2 separate regions of the Hordeum vulgare genome follow, and region 2 is linked to region 1. A link is a contact called in public Hi-C data. All regions are on one chromosome and are shown on one strand. Each heading gives the region's core, a stretch centred on a gene start, on an enhancer-like site or on the middle of the called end of the contact. The rest is flanking DNA. Distances are from core to core; before and after follow the strand shown. Region 1 holds the start of LOC123445324 (carbonyl reductase [NADPH] 1-like). Region 2 holds the start of LOC123445326.

The links. Hi-C and Micro-C count contacts between places; a contact is called where the count stands out from the background.
Region 2: a Hi-C map of seedling shows a contact between it and region 1, with 2.0 times the contacts expected there. The contact joins the promoter of LOC123445326 here to the promoter of LOC123445324 in region 1. A contact is called at or near these places in 2 of 6 Hi-C or Micro-C datasets (leaf and seedling) and 1 of 1 datasets of contacts at active chromatin or transcription factors (embryo).

The regions. Positions count from the first base shown.
Region 1 is chr3H:580,836,499-580,840,370 of MorexV3_pseudomolecules_assembly, reverse strand. It overlaps LOC123445324 (carbonyl reductase [NADPH] 1-like), which reads left to right and starts at 2,241. Exons shown (of 4, transcript XM_045122288.1): 1 at 2,241-2,633; 2 at 3,086-3,280; 3 at 3,368-3,767. The coding sequence starts at 2,259. The coding sequence ends at 3,766.
Region 2 is chr3H:581,239,597-581,243,468 of MorexV3_pseudomolecules_assembly, reverse strand. LOC123445326 reads left to right here and starts at 1,714. Exons shown (of 4, transcript XM_045122293.1): 1 at 1,714-1,981; 2 at 2,186-2,376. The coding sequence starts at 1,797.

The DNA.
Region 1 (3,872 bases), core at 992-3,491:
AAGAAGCGGAGCACACACGCAACGCACGATGGCACGCACCGGCGCGACGACGACGACGGCAGCCGCCGCGGCGTTACTCCTGCTGCTGGCGCTGGTGGCCACCGGCGCCGCCGCGGCCGCCGGTGCTGGCTACGAGATGAACGCTGCTCCCGCCGCCGGCGGTCGGGCCCGGCCGGCGGGGCTGACGCAGTGCGTGGGCGTGTGTGGGACGACGGTCGCCTCGTGCCTCCTGGACTGCTACGACACGGCCGCCGGAGGGACCCTGCCCATCTGCTTCCTCGGCTGCACCAACACCGCCGTCTTCTGCGCCACCGACTGCTCCACCCAGGCGCTCTGATTCCCGGTCAATCCATCCGGCCGGCCAATGATCAACTATAGTCTATACGCAACCTCGATCCGTATCAAACGTACACGCACGGCATGCATAATGCATTCACTTCACGCGCAACCTGGCCCGTACGGACCCTCTCACGTATGAATAATATCAACTGTACTTCGTGTCAATCGACTCCTGCAACTAGGCACGAGTTTGTATGGTGAATTGGAGAATATACACAGTTTGCTACTATGTGCTTACATAATAACTCTACTTCTTTTCGATTTGATGGGTGGTGTCTCACTTTATGTAGTTTCCTTTTGGTTTTTCCGTGCCTTTTCCTTTTGCATCCTTATTATATTTATTAATTCATGAATATTTATCAAAAATCATGAAGATTTTTAGAATTAATGAATATTGTTTACATTCATGAAACATTTTAAGTCTGTGGATTTTTAAAATTTGTGAAGATTATTTAAACACATGAATATTTTCTAAATTGAACAATATATTTTAGTTGTGTTTTCTAATGTACAACTATTAAAAAAATAAAAAAGAAGGGAACTTCTTTTGATTTAAACTCACTCAAACAATAAATACGATATCTGGTTTTTCCTAAGCTAGCGGAGCGAGCGGAACAAAATAGATAGACGAGCGAGCGGAGTAGGGAGCTGGGCCGAGTGAGTGAGAGCTTCATGTCCTGGTCCATGTGAGTGTTGTTGCATCAACTTCATGGTTTCAACCTGGCATAAGAGCTCCCAAGGGGCTCACAGAACCACCATCGTCTTACACCAAGATCAAAATGCGTAAAGACTCCACAACCACACTCCTAACAACTCCACTCTTCTCTTGAAACAAGTATGATTTTCAACATCAGTGCAACACGATATACAAATAAGAAAAAATACCGCATAACATAATTAAAATCCAAGCCAACATAGATAAAGATTAAATGAAAATTAAAATGACCGTATGCATCGATTGATGCAGAGGCCGGGGTTTTGAACCTCCTTTTCTAAAAAAAGATAAAAAATTAAATGAAACAACACGAACCACATTAACCTGCTAAAGATAGAAGAGGTAATACGACGAGTGAAGAACATGGCCCAACAAAAACACGTTAGCCTCTAGTGTGAGGGAAGAGCAGAAAAAATGGAAGCGGCGATTCGGTGCCCAGCTGCAGATGCACCTCGGCGTGAACACTAAATCGTTTAAAATAAAATAAAAACTATTTTTTTTGGCAACCAAAATGATTGAATGTGTTATGTGCGTGCAAAAATTCGTGATGTTTGGACATTCGAGGCGATCGCAGCAAAAAGGACAAATTTTAGTTTTGAAAAACTTTTAAAAAGTACACTCTTTGGGTTCTATTTTGTCTCTTTTTCCCTAGAGATTGTCGTAGTCCAAACATCACTCGATCATCTTCGATGTCAAAGTTCAGAATTTAATTAGTTATTCTACTATTTTGTTTTGAATTTTCTGTTCATTGGGTGTAGATGTGCTCAGAACCACACTTGAATTACCGGAAAAAATGTACCTTTTCGAAAGGAACATGCTACCCAGTGGTATATGGTGCCACCTTCATGGAATATATTTACCACATCCTTTTTTTTTTGAATGTTTATCAATTTTTCTCTGACATTTTTTATTAATATTTGAGCGACCGTCTCCTTTTTTTTGGATAAATTTGAGCTGGCATCTTTTTTGTTTGAGATGGCCATCGAAAACAATCACTTTTTTTGCGAGAGCTTCAAAAACAATCATTTCAGCTCGCAAGGCAAACGGCCCACCTTATATAAGCCCATGGACTCTTATATGCTCTTTTTATATTGGGCTTGACTCTTTTTGGGCCATGCGCAGGAGTATCGGAGTTCCATTCTTCTCTCTGAAGAAAAAAAAGATCTGAGTTCGATTCCGGCGAGCGCAGTATAGAAGGAGACAGATGGGGAAGAAGGGCAAGGCGGCGGCGAGGGAGCGCCGGGAGGAGCGGCGGCGGGAGGTCACGCTCCTCCGCGCCGTACCCTACGAGCCCCACCAGCGGTGGTGGGACGGCCTTGCGCCGGCCCGCGCCGTGGCGGTGGTGACGGGGGCCAGCCGCGGCATCGGCTACGAGATCTCCCGCCAGCTCGCGCGCCACGGCCTCCACGTCGTCCTCGCCTCGCGCGACGCCGCGCGGGGCCGGGACGCCGCGGAGAGGATCCTCCGGGAGGCCGAGGAGGCGGGCGCGGAGTGGCGGCAGCTCGACGTGGCGGACGCCGCGTCGGTGGAGGCCTTCGCCGCCTGGACGGCGCGGACCCACGGCGGCATCCATATCCTTGTGAGCACCCGTGCTTCTCGCCATGTGATCAGTCAACTGCCATGCTTCTTCTATAGTCTATAGCACTGTTAAACACTTCAATTCGTTTTATTTGCTACCAAGCCTCTTCACTTTCGATCTCAGTTTGGACAATCCAACACACGGCAGCGATTTTAGTTCCAGGTGTTACTCAATTTTGTTATCCATTTGACTAGTGGAGCTGCTGGAAATTATGTTGCTTAAGCAGTCATGCATAGAGTTCTGAATATTTGGCAGCCCAGCAAAAATGTTTCTACATGTGCAGTATAACAATGAGTACTGTATTTTATTTCAAACATGTGAAGTGCTCGGATATGGATTATAGGTTCTCCACAAAGTAAACAGAGTCAAAACCAATGCCTTATTAAGTATGCAATAAGTGGTGCTTATACTGTCAGATGTTTCTCTGGATATCTTTGGTTACCCAGCTACAGGTTAACAATGCAGGTGTAAACTTCAACAGAGGAGCAGATAATTCTGTTGAATTTGCTGAGCAAGTTATCCAGACAAATTATTTTGGTACAAAGCGCATGATTGAAGCCATGCTACCATTATTGAAACCTTCTCCGTATGGTGCCCGGATAGTGAATGTGAGCTCAAGGCTTGGTAGGGCTAATGGCAGACGCAATGTAAGTTTCGTCATTAACTTTTTTTTTTCCCAAGTGACCCATTCTGAATGATCCTTGACTTGTTTTTTCTCTTTTCTAACCCATCAGAAAATCGGTGATGCAAGCCTAAGAGAGCAACTATTAAGTGACGATTGTTTATCTGAGGAATTGATTGATGGGATGGTCACCAAATTCCTTGAACAAGTGAAGCAAAATAGTTGGTCCTCCATTGAGTGGCCTCAGATGTACACGGACTATTCCGTATCAAAGCTTGCTGTTAATGTGTATACAAGACTCATGGCAAGGAGGCTTTCTGACAGGTCTGAAGGCCAAAAGATTTACATTAACTGTTTCTGTCCTGGCTGGGTAAAGACTGCCATGACTGATTGGGAAGGGAACATTTCAGCCGAAGAAGGTGCTGATAGTGGAGTGTGGCTCGCCCTATTATCACAGGAACTATGTACAGTTGGAAAGTTCTTTGCCGAGAGACGAGAGATAAGCTTCTGAGGTGACTAGTCTTGTCCATAGTTTTGCTCCAGCTAGGCAGCTACAAGTCAAAATAGTCCATAGTTTGCTCCGAGTACAAGTAGAGAAAAGCCATGACTCGAGACTC
Region 2 (3,872 bases), core at 465-2,964, 400 kb before region 1:
CCTCGAAATCCTCCCAACGATCACTCCCAGGCGCCGTTATTTGGCACCTTCTCAGCCATCGTCATATGTCGCGTTGTGAGTGTTTTATTTGAAAAATATTTCGTATGCGTTTTCGTCTTTTTAGATTGATATTTTCCGGTTTCTTGGTGTTTCGGTTTTTCATCGGTCTTTCTTAGCTTTTGAACGTTAAAAAAATCATTTTATTGTTTTGCGTGAAAAAATGTATCTTCTCTTTTCTTTTCACGAGAGGCACGATTTTGCTTCCGCGAGAGGCACGACCATGCCTCTCAGAAAGGAAAAAACACGTTGTTTTGTTTTTTTGCGAGAGGCATGGCTGTGCCTCTTAGAAAGGAAACACATGTTTTCTGTTTTATTTTCGTGAGAGACACGGTTTTGCTTTCGCGAGAGGCACACAGTCGTGCCTCTCGAAAAGGAAAAAAACGTGTTTTTATTTTTTATTTTTTTTGAGAGACATGGTTTTGCTTCCGCGGGAGGCATGACCGTGCCTCTCGAAAAGGAAGAAACGTATTTTTTGTTTGTTTTTGCGAGAGACATGGTTTTTTTATTTTTTTTCGTCTTGTTTTTCGTGATTTTTTTTCCATCAAGACCTATCAACATGAAAATTTGTTTTGAAGATCTCGACGTGAGGAAGCCAACAGTAAAAACAATTCGAGATTTGGACGCACGGTTTAGAAGATAAAATGTTTTGAAAAATATGAATCTATAAAAAGGGGAAAAACTCTCAGGTCGCGACAAGTGACACACATGCAGTGCGATACTTGTCACAACCTGGAAATGAAACTAATCTTTAAAAAGAATACTCCTCAATTAGTGATTTCAAAAAAGAAGCTAAGGACTCGCGCTATGCGAGATACATGGTTTGTGGTTATATAGTGGTGTCCTTCAAGCGCAGCCGGGCTTCGGGCTTTTTAAATGGGCGGACTTGGGCTTAAAATTTGGAAAAATGGTGGAGAGTTTGTTGTTGGGCTTTTAAGAGCCCGGCCTGAAACCCAATGTGGCCCGAGATACATGGTTTGTGGTTATATAGTGCCGTCTTTCAAGTGCAGCAGGGCTTCAAGCTTTTTAAACGGGAAACCCTATTTAGCGCTACAGGCGTCGGTTAAAGGTAAATTTTGCTAACCGGCGCCTGCAGCGCTCCGCATTGGCCAGCCCGTTTAGAGATCAGATTTGTGTTTTAGCCCGTGAAGTTTTTTGAAAATCGATGAAATTTCAAAAATTGATGTTTTTTTAAATCGATGAACTTTTTTGAAAATCGGAGAACATATTGGAAAGTTCATGAACTTTTTTCAAAATTAGTGAACTGTTTCTATAAACTGATGATTTTGTTTTGAAAATCAATAATTTCATTTTCAAATTCAGCGAACTTTCTGAAAATATATAAACATATTTCAAAAATCGGTGAACTATTTTTTTTATAGTCATTGATTTTTTTTCGCAAATCTGATTTTTTAAAATTCTATGAACTTCTTTTCGATTTTTAAGGACCAACAGATTCAACATGGGCCGGTCCACGAGAAGGAGCTCTGCAGGCGCCGGTTTGCCTAACCGGCGCTTAAGGCGCCATATAGGACCTCCCTTTTTATACGGGCGGACTTGGGCTTAGAATTTGGAAAATTGCTGGAGAGTTTGCCATCTGGCTTTTAAGAGCGCGGCCTTCCCCTCCTCCGCACGCCCCTCTTCTTCGTCATCTAGCCGGCGGCTGCGGCAGCGGGCCAATCTCTACCTTCTGCAACGCGTCCCGCCCGCGTGCTGAGCGGCTTGCTGTTCGCACTCAGATGCAGATCCTACGCTCGATTCTTCCTCTCCTCCGACGCTCTGACGGTGCCACTTCTCCCTCCGCAATGCACCGCCTCTCCTCCCCTTTGCGGTCACTCCTCTCTTTCACGACCTCTACTCTGCCTAGCTGGTGGCCGCTCCGACGAGTTTTGCCTCATAATCCAGCCGCTCGTCGTGTTTGCAGGTGTGTTTCCTTGTTCTGGTGCTAAAGTTTGCACCTTTATTGTCTGCTATACTTATGGATCTTGATTATCCCAAAACAGAGAAAATGATGCCGAAAGAAATAGAAATGGATTTCAAGCTTAACGTCACGATTTCAATCATGACTGATGGTACCATCTTATTGTGTCAGATGCTGATATTGGCCTTTTATGCTCTTTGGTGATAGATTTCCTCATGGATCTCGCAGCATGGCCCGCAGCAGTGGAGTAAAAGGCTGGGATGCACAGATGCCTGGTTGCCCCGTTGACGGTGTATGTCCTATGGCTATATTTCCTAAAAGCAGCCACCATGATGGTTCTATGTACAAGGGTAGGCATGCATGGAAAAAGGAATATCGTATTGCAGATCGTAACCAGAGTAAGTGATGGATATCTCTTTTCCTGATACGTTTCTGATAAATTTTGAGGTATTTTGATGTACTGTGTTTACTTTTACAAGTTGAATACCAGTGCATTGCCAGAAATAAAAGGAAATCTCATCAATGGTACTCAGGGATGCATTTGGGTGTTTGCAAAAGTAATAGACAGCTAAACTGTTGTGACGTAAGCTTGTGCCACTGTCATCTTAATCATTGTTGTGATTCATTCAACTTTATATCCCGTCCAGACTTTTTCGATTGTTCCTACACTATTTCCCAGTCCACCTTTACCTACCATCCCCTCCCCAAGTTTCTTTCTTTTTTTCTAAAATGGGTTCAGTTCACTTCAAATGATATATCTTTTTTTGCCCCTCATAAATTTTTCTTTCAAAATTTGTGAGGCCGCATCGTGTCCTTCCCTGAGGAATAAGTTTATAACTGCTCAATTCTTTTTAGCATGTGCTCCCTCCGTTCCTTAGTATAAGACCTTTTAGAGATTCCAATACAGACTACATACAGAGCAAAATGAGTGAATCTACAATTTAAAATATGTCTATATCAATGTTTTGGATATCGGTAACTGGTACCATATCGGTCGGGTGCTGAGAAGGGTTTAATCAGTGAATCGGCCATTTAACTGAATATATCGGTAACCCATTTATCGGTCAGGGTAACTAGGTGCATATGCCCATATCTATATATAATTGGCTACATAGCAACATGCATTGTAATATTGCAATCCTAGGAGCATCAGCAAGACAGCAACAACAGCAAGAAAAACTAGAATGTCATATGCATAGGACAAGGCCAAAGTATTCCTACATAGCAAGACCGTGGCTGCTGATCGAGAAGGGGATGGCGCCGGTGCTGTTGCTTGTGGAGGGGACCGAGGGGTCAGAGCCTTCTGCTGCTCGGGGAGGGACCGAGCCAGATCCAGCTTGGGGAGGATCAGGTGCTGCTGCTCGAGAGAGGACACCGCCAGCAGGGGCTGCTTGGGGAGGGGAGGCGGCGCCGGTGGCTCCTCCAGGAGCGGGAGAAGGAAAAGAAGGAGCGGGGGACTGACCTAACGAGCTGCTGTGTGTTCGCTCTGAAAAAAGGGAGGGAACGGGCCTGTTTTGGGCCAAAAAAGTGCGCCCAGTTAATCGGCCCAGCCGGTAACTCGGCCTGTCAGACCGATTAACTGGGCCTCCAGTTAATGGGCTCGAATAGCCCTTTCTCGTATCGGAGGGGCTCCGAATCGCAGTTAACTGCCCGTATCGGCAGTTAACTGACCGATATTTTCAACAATGGTCTATATACATTCGTATGTAGTCCGTATTGAAATCTTTAAAAGGCCTTACATTTAGAAACGGAGGGTGTACTAGCAAAGTGACCGTGTGTTGCAATGAATCCATATTAATAGAATATGTGCTGAGAGAGACCGACCTTGAAAGCGTACGCTACTAGAAATATCATTAGTTCTCCTATATATCTGAAAAATACCATTACTAACAGC